2 separate regions of the Mus musculus genome follow, and region 2 is linked to region 1. The links are chromatin contacts, called in public HiChIP or PLAC-seq maps. All regions are on one chromosome and are shown on one strand. The core of a region is the stretch at or near the end of the contact, and the rest is flanking DNA. Distances in the headings are between cores, read along the strand shown.

Region 1 (3,623 bases), core at 189-2,688:
AAAGGGGATTTTTTTATTTACATGCCTGATTTAGATTTCTCGAGCACTTTCATCAGTTTATACAACTTCCAATGTCATGAGTTCCCTGGAAAATATCTCTACTTGTAAGCATTGCTGAAAGGGAGACCAAACCTGCTCAAAACTGCGATGAAAACCAGAAGTAGATTTGTTCATCATTTCATTTAGTAGATAAATGCCTCTCATAAAATCTGCACACAGACAGAGCTGCTCGTTAAAATATGTGGTTAAAAGCTAATCATCTCTGAGCTGCCATGTACATTGTATCAGAATAATTCAGAAGAAGTGGTGATAACCCTCTATTTGGGAAGAACAGAATACCTTGGTTGCTTAAGAACCTGCTACATTTTTGCTCTTTTTTAAAATTCCTGTTTCTCCTTGGTTTGTATAACGCACCTTTCTGGATACCATGTCATTTCCTCACACATCAATTTTGATCTTTGTTGCTGTATTGTCTTCTACTGTCTACTGTGATGTTCGAGTCACATCTATTTCTCTCCTCTCTCTCTCTCTCTCTCTCTCTCTCTCTCTCTCTCTCTCTCTCTCTCTCTCGGTATATGATAGTTCACTTCAGATATTCCTGTGATTTCAACTGTCATAACCATCCATAGCATGCCCTGTTTCTCGACACTTACCCTACATATTCTATTGTTAATTTGAGATTCCCAATAGTTCCTTACAGATACTGCAAAGTGCCCTGAAGGTGACCCCATGGCATTCCTCCAACCACATGACTTTCTGCCTTCAAATTGCTTGATGAATTAAGATGTCTATCAGATTTCCTATCAATAGTTTTTGATGATTTTAGACCTGACCTATTGCTACCCCCACCTAATTCAATTGTGTCATGAAGCAAAACCATATATGAATAGTATATTTCAAAGTTTCTTACCATATACTATATATAAAACTATTATCAAAAGTTAAAAATCAACAAGGCTTTGCATGTAGCAGAGAGTATGCATACTTTCATCTGTAGATAAGAGATGTAAAGACAATTGTTAAACAATAAACACTTTCAATCTGCTGCTACCAATGTGGGCATCTTGTAGCCTCTCAAGGTGCTATTGAAGAGTCTTCTACAGAGAAAATATATTACTGACTAGATTATCCCGCTCTTCAGAAAAGCATATCCCTTTTTATATTTGTTGTAGGCTGACACTTCAAGACAAAATACATTTGCATTTCATCTGTTATCATCTGCTTTTCACGAGATAAAGTGGCGAAAAGAAAAAAAATCCACTAAGAAATCCTGACACATCTACAGATTTCTGAAACATAAATAAACTGAGATTTTTGAGAGCCTGCAATCAATTTCCCATTGTAGAGATTCATTATCATCTTGCTTGACTGAACAGTTCTGTGACTAAACAAGAATTAGAGCTCATTCATATTTTTTCTCCATATAGCAAGACAAAAAGGACCAGTAAATGTGGGAATACTACAGATGATGCATTTTCCTCTTGACTATCAGGAGGCTATCAGGATGGATGTACTCCACTGTTGCCTCCATCCTCTCTACTTGATTTTACTTGTGTGCAATCTGTGATATTCTAAGTGTAGGCTCATTTTGATAAGGAAGCCCATTTAGTCTATCTATCTCTGCTCTATATATTTGCCAGGAAGCTTGTTTAGTATTTCAAAAGTCACCTAAAATTTACCCCCTCTCAAAGGCTGCTGACTTGGCAGGACATTTTTCCTTTTGAAAGGCAATGCTGTTTCAAAGGAAAGTTCTAAGGATGATTTGTTTTTTCTCAGTCTTATAACTTCTGTCATCCTCTGCATTTCTCTTACCATAAAAGGCTCCCTCCTGACTTTTCCTTTTATTTATTGACTACTGTGCAAACAATGTTTTTGGGGGGAGATGCAGAAAATTTTGAACCCTCTGCCTTTTGCTAGTTCACACAATTCTATTTTGACAAGTTACATTTGGGAGTAAAATATTGGTGTCTAATACTAAGCAATGTTTCAAGGAAGTTAAAGCTATGAAATAACACACACATGACATTTTTTTTCACAAAGTACCAAAGAAACTGTGTTTATGTTTGTATATATTGAGAAATTTCAGGACTATTCTTATGTTTGGAACATTGTGGGATATCAACACAGTGTGCAATAGCTGTTTGGGTAACATTAATTCCAGGTGCTGCTTCCTTATTAAAATTTAGGAGTTCATTTGGTGACTATTAATACATTTAAAGGAAGCCTGAGAAGAAAACTAACATGCAACAGAAAGGAATCCTTAATCAACATATCATGAATAATCAAATTATTTATGTTTATAAATGAAACACAAGGAATTTATTGATTAGAAAAGAAAAAGAGAAGGCAAACAATGCCATGCTTGCCATGTGAGTAAGACCATTTGATTTTCTTAAAAGTCTTTATTCTCCAATATTAGTAAGATAAAACATTGTGGTGTTAATTTCTTTAAGTGCCAGAAAGGAGGGAGAGGATTAATAACCTTCTCTCTGTTTCTCTCTCACTTTTGAAAATAGAAACACAACTATCTCTGCTTTTTAATAGTATTTAAATAAAATGCCATGGAAGTTATTTAATTTTGTTCTGTCTTAAAATTCAATATCCCTTGTCCTTTGGAATAAAAGAGCAAGAGACTTGTTAATGGAATTTTTATAATTAAAATATCCATTAGGGTGTGTGGGAGAGATGGCTCAGTGGGCAAGAGTACTTGCTACACATGACTATCTATAACTCCAGCCCCAGAGGAGGATCTGACACATTCTTTATTCTTTATATTATGGTCTCTGTGGAAACATCTACACATACATGTAAACACAGCTTTCTTATTCAAAAATGTATGTATTATATACACATGGAATTAAAAGGCAATTAGCCCATAATTGGCTAATAATGTTCCTACTTGACACCACTGGTCAACAAATAAAAATCCCAGTGCCAGGAATGATTACTTCTTTTGTTGGGCAGTGAGTTCCTAGACTTCCAAATAGTTAACACTCTTGCATACCCGCACCAAACTTGATTCTAAGACTTTATTGCTCAAAACAACATATACAAGAGTTGAAGAACATGGAGAAGTCAAGCTGGTACTGGTCTGGAGGCTTCATCCTTAATAACTAGCTTCACAGTTCTAGATGGTGCTATGGACAATACATGAGGAGAAAAGCAATCATTAAGCTAACCCAGCTATGAATCCTACAAACTACAATTATGACTTATTGAGTAAGTCATGCCCATAGATACAGTAAGAACCTCAACATCATGGTAACAAGCAACCACACTCTGATTTGATTTGATTAACATTGTGGGGCCAAGAACCTAGAGTTTGACAAGTCATAGGCTCTGGGGGATAGAAGGGGCAAAATTCCACTACTATTACTTTGCTAAATGAACATAGAATCATTATATCCATACATTAAAGCATCTCTTGACCTGAGTCAGAGAAGTTTCTATTTGCTGTAGAAGTTTCTATCTGTAGATACTGATTAACCCAGAGACACATAATTTCTCCAAGTATAGAAAATAAGTGATTTTACAGTCTTCAACTCTTACGCGCGTTCGCAACCGGCCAGGAAAGACGCAACAAGCCAGAATCTTCTGCGGCAAAGCTTTATTGCTTACTCAGG
Region 2 (3,781 bases), core at 473-2,972, 490 kb before region 1:
GATGAATTTGGAGAGAAAGAGAAAGAGGAGAGGGAGAGGGAGAGAAAGAGGAGAGGGAGAGGGAGAGGGAGAGGGAGAGGGAGAGGGAGAGGGAGAGGGAGAGGGAGAGGGAGAGGGAGAGGGAGAGGGAGAGGGAGAGGGAGAGGGAGAGGGAGAGGGAGAGGGAGAGAGGAGAATTCTTTATCTGTGAATTGCTGCTCCAGGACTTTTCTGTGTGGGAAAGACAGGAACAAGTGCTTCTAAGATGTTCAGTCTCAACGAATTTTCTAATCACACTTTTAAAGTTGTTATGACACTGTACCCCAAAATTGGACTGGCTGGCAAATTTCACCATCCAACTCTGGCACGGTGTGGCTGTCTTTAGGAAGCTTATCTGGGAGGTGCCGCTACCATGCTGCTGTGGTAGCCCCAACAGGCAGCTTGCTCATAGATTCATTTGGCTTGGCTCACACACATTTGAGTGCCCAGAATGTGCAAAGAACTACCTAAGGAAAAGTGTTTGAAAAATAAAAGTTCCTTAAGAAGCTCACTCTTTATCAGAAATGTAAATTGAAAAGTAATTCAGGGGAATTTTAAAAGTGAATAGCCATTCTTAAACAAATTAAATTCACTGGTATAAAGATACACTTTTTTAAAATTCAGAACTGCTTTCTGGTTTTTGACTGTCAAGAAACACTAATGAAAAGATATTTTAAAGTATAAAAGGCTTACATTGCATAGATTCAATCCCTAATTCTTTCATGGACAAATTAATTAATCTCCCCCAGGACTAGGCTCTTAGCCTGAAAAAAAAAATGGAACTAATAATTCCATCTATTCTGTGAGACTGTTGTCACAGGAGACAAAAATGTAAGAAAGATGGTTGTACCTTGAACATGGAAGATGTGTACACATTATACTCATTGTTCTTATTACTGAATTAAAAAATAATGTTTCCGACGAAGGGTCAACCCAGAGTCTGGTAAAAAGTATTTCTAGACTTAGTTTAAACAAGTTTTCATCTTTGCTCAAGTATGATCCTCTACATGTCCAGCTTACCCTGAGTCACCCAGAAGGGTGTCATCGTGTGATGTTCAGAACTTGCATTGCAATTAATCCCATGATTGACTTCTAGTCTTAGCAAGAGCCTGCTAAGTCTTAATGCCTGTGACAACCACAACCTTGGAACACAGTCACACTCACAACATCTGACTCTAGGCTTGAAATTATTGTTGTCTTCAGTTTACTTTTATTAGAATTGAAGGTGGGGACCCAATGGTAACTTTCTTCTTTATTCTTGTTCTTACAACTTTATTTTGCAGTCATGAAGAGCACAGTAAATGGTGAGAGTTTCTTACATATGCCTTCCGTTCTCCCCATGAACCTGCAGTTCTGATCCATCCCCAATGTGTCATCCACAGTGTACTCAAGGAGTTCACAACTAACTCTCTAACTAAGCTCTCCTTAAGGTTTTCCAGCTGCTAAAAGGGCCTTTCTATTAAAAGGAATCTCTGTTTTTTTCAGTGAGCCAAGTCAACTCACAAAAGTACAGGATTGTTTCCAAACCTACTTGCATTAAATAAGCATGAGGGATTGATCAAGGAAATGAAAGTATTTAGTCTTTAAGGGCAATCTATGTGGCTCTTGTTTGAGTTTATGGGCTTGACACAGCGGTATTTAGAACCAAAACTGGAATTCAGTATCTGTGTACTTTTCCATTTTGTCAGCAATGTTCCCAGGCTATCTGGATTCTCAGAGACTCGCTGAATGAAGTGTGATTATCTGGTACACTGTGTGCTGTCTGACTCCAATGCATTATGTAGATCATTTTAAAGTGTAACTATTTTTTGGTAAGCTGAGTAAATCTAGTCAAGTACCCACCTAACTTAATGTCTACATGTTAAACACTTCCAAGAGTTTTAAAGACATCATGTCTTCTGTTGTTCAGTTTGAAAATAAAGAATGATATGTTGGTTTATTCCTCTTTCCCAGTGGAGCAGACCAGAAACTAGGGACAGCTCTGTTGTTGGTGATCTGAAATTGCCATGTATGAAGATGTGAAAGATTAGGCTTTTTAAAAACTGGAAAAATTTGTATGAAGGAAATGTACATATAATGATGGCAGTCTTTGTGAATTTTAAAACTTCTTAGTACCAAATTTAACTACAGTTTTTGGCACAATTGACAATATTTTTCATCTTTTCCCCCTATAAAATTGAATTTTCTTTTTTCTTTCTTTCTTTCTTTCTTTCTTCCTTCCTTCCTTTCTTCCTTTCTTTCTTTCTTTCTTTCTTTCTTTCTCTCTTTTGTTCTTTCTTCCTTTTCCTTCCTTCCTTCCTTCCTTCCTTCCTTCCTTCCTTTCTTTCTTTCTTTCTTTCTTTCTTTCTTTCTTTCTTCCTTTCCAACCTAAACACTGCCTCCGTCTGCCACCTCAAAGAGTTCCTCCCTCCTACCCCCCTTCCCTTCTCTTCTGAGAGGGTGGGCCCCCACTGTGCATCCCCCCCACCCTGGCACTTCAAGTCTCTATAGCATTAGACACATCTTTTCCCACTGATGCCAGACACGGCGGCCCTATTGTAATATTTTTGTTTCGGTTTGCTTATATAGTCGATTACATTGATAGATTTTCATATCTTGAACCATCCCTGCATCCTGGGATGAAGCCTCCTTGATCATGGTGAATGATATTTTTGATAGGTTCTTGAATTCAGTTTTTGAGAATTTTATTAAGTAGTTTTGCATTGATGTTCATAAGTGAAATTATCTGAAATTATCTTTTTTCCTTGAGATTTTGTGTGGTTTAGGTATCAGGATGATTGTAGCCTCATAGAATGAATTAGGTAGTGTTCTGTCTGTTTCTATTTTGTGGAATAATTTGAGGAGTATAAGTCTGGTAGAACTCTGAGCTAAAAGTGTCCATCTCTAAGCTTTTTTTGGTTGGGAGACTTTAATGATTTCTTTAGGGGTTATAAGGCTGTTTAAATAGTTTACTTTTTCTTGATTTAACTTTGGTAAATAGTATTTGTCTAGAAAATCATCCATTTCAGTAAGGTTTTGCAATTTTGTGAAGTATTAGTTTTTGAAATAAGAATTTTGGGTTTTTGTTAATATTTTTAATTTCCCCATTGTCTGTTCTTATGTCTCCCTTTTCATTTCTGATTTTGTTTATTTGGATACTGTCTCTACATCTTTTAGTTAGTTTGGCTAAGGGTTTATTGATCTTGTTGATTTTCTTAAAGAAACAGCTCTTGGTTTTATTGATTCTTTGTATTGTTTTAATTCTTTTTAATTATAGTATATCAGAGATATAAGCATCCAATTCAAATATCATAATTACATATCATGATTTAGTATTAAGAAGGTAATAATAGTATCCTTTAGGAATAAGTGAACTTACAGTGAAGAAATGGAATGATACTCAGCTGTCAGATATGCAATATATCTGCAGGTTTGTAGGATTTACATTTGGCTCTCGCTGTCACGTGAAAGGACCTTGCTAGACATATCCAGAACATTGTTCTTTTCTTTCCTGTTCTCCGAATTCTACCACACCCTCACTCCTATTGGCTCCTGAAGCTTTAGCTTTCATGCCCCTGGCCTAAGCTTTGAATTTCTCTCATTACCTTGTAACAATGAGCATTATTAAAGAAGCATTGCTCCACTCCCAAGATGTCCAGTAAACTGTCCCTGCGGTGTGGATCCTTGTTAACGGGGAATTGTTCTCAGTATAGCGTGATGCAACAGCTACGGTCTCTCTTAGCTAGTAACCCTGTCTTCCTTCTCTTACTGTCTTCCATGTGAT

Evidence for each region. HiChIP or PLAC-seq counts read pairs in DNA pulled down with a chosen protein or histone mark.
Region 2: an H3K27ac HiChIP or PLAC-seq map of SST interneurons shows a contact between it and region 1, with 3 times the contacts expected there. The contact joins two enhancer-like sites. A contact is called at or near these places in 16 of 39 promoter capture datasets (the 3T3-L1 cell line, 3T3-L1-derived adipocytes, the C10 cell line and 10 more), 65 of 484 Hi-C or Micro-C datasets (the 63-12 cell line, the AML12 cell line, B cells and 50 more), 6 of 115 datasets of contacts at active chromatin or transcription factors (SST interneurons, acute myeloid leukemia, bone marrow-derived dendritic cells and 3 more) and 2 of 9 other capture datasets (embryonic tail and macrophages).

Annotation. Positions count from the first base shown.
Region 1 is chr3:75,214,981-75,218,603 of GRCm38.p6, reverse strand. No RefSeq gene overlaps it. Among named protein-coding and RNA genes, the nearest start is that of Gm40071, 52 kb to the right of the region's middle. Within about 2 kb of position 1,438, at least 3 of the 459 cell types and tissues checked have an H3K27ac peak or open chromatin away from gene starts, as enhancers often do. A contact at or near this core is called in SST interneurons, where this site is marked.
Region 2 is chr3:75,703,317-75,707,097 of GRCm38.p6, reverse strand. No RefSeq gene overlaps it. Among named protein-coding and RNA genes, the nearest start is that of Gm25846, 9.6 kb to the left of the region's middle. Within about 2 kb of position 1,722, at least 8 of the 459 cell types and tissues checked have an H3K27ac peak or open chromatin away from gene starts, as enhancers often do. A contact at or near this core is called in SST interneurons, where this site is marked.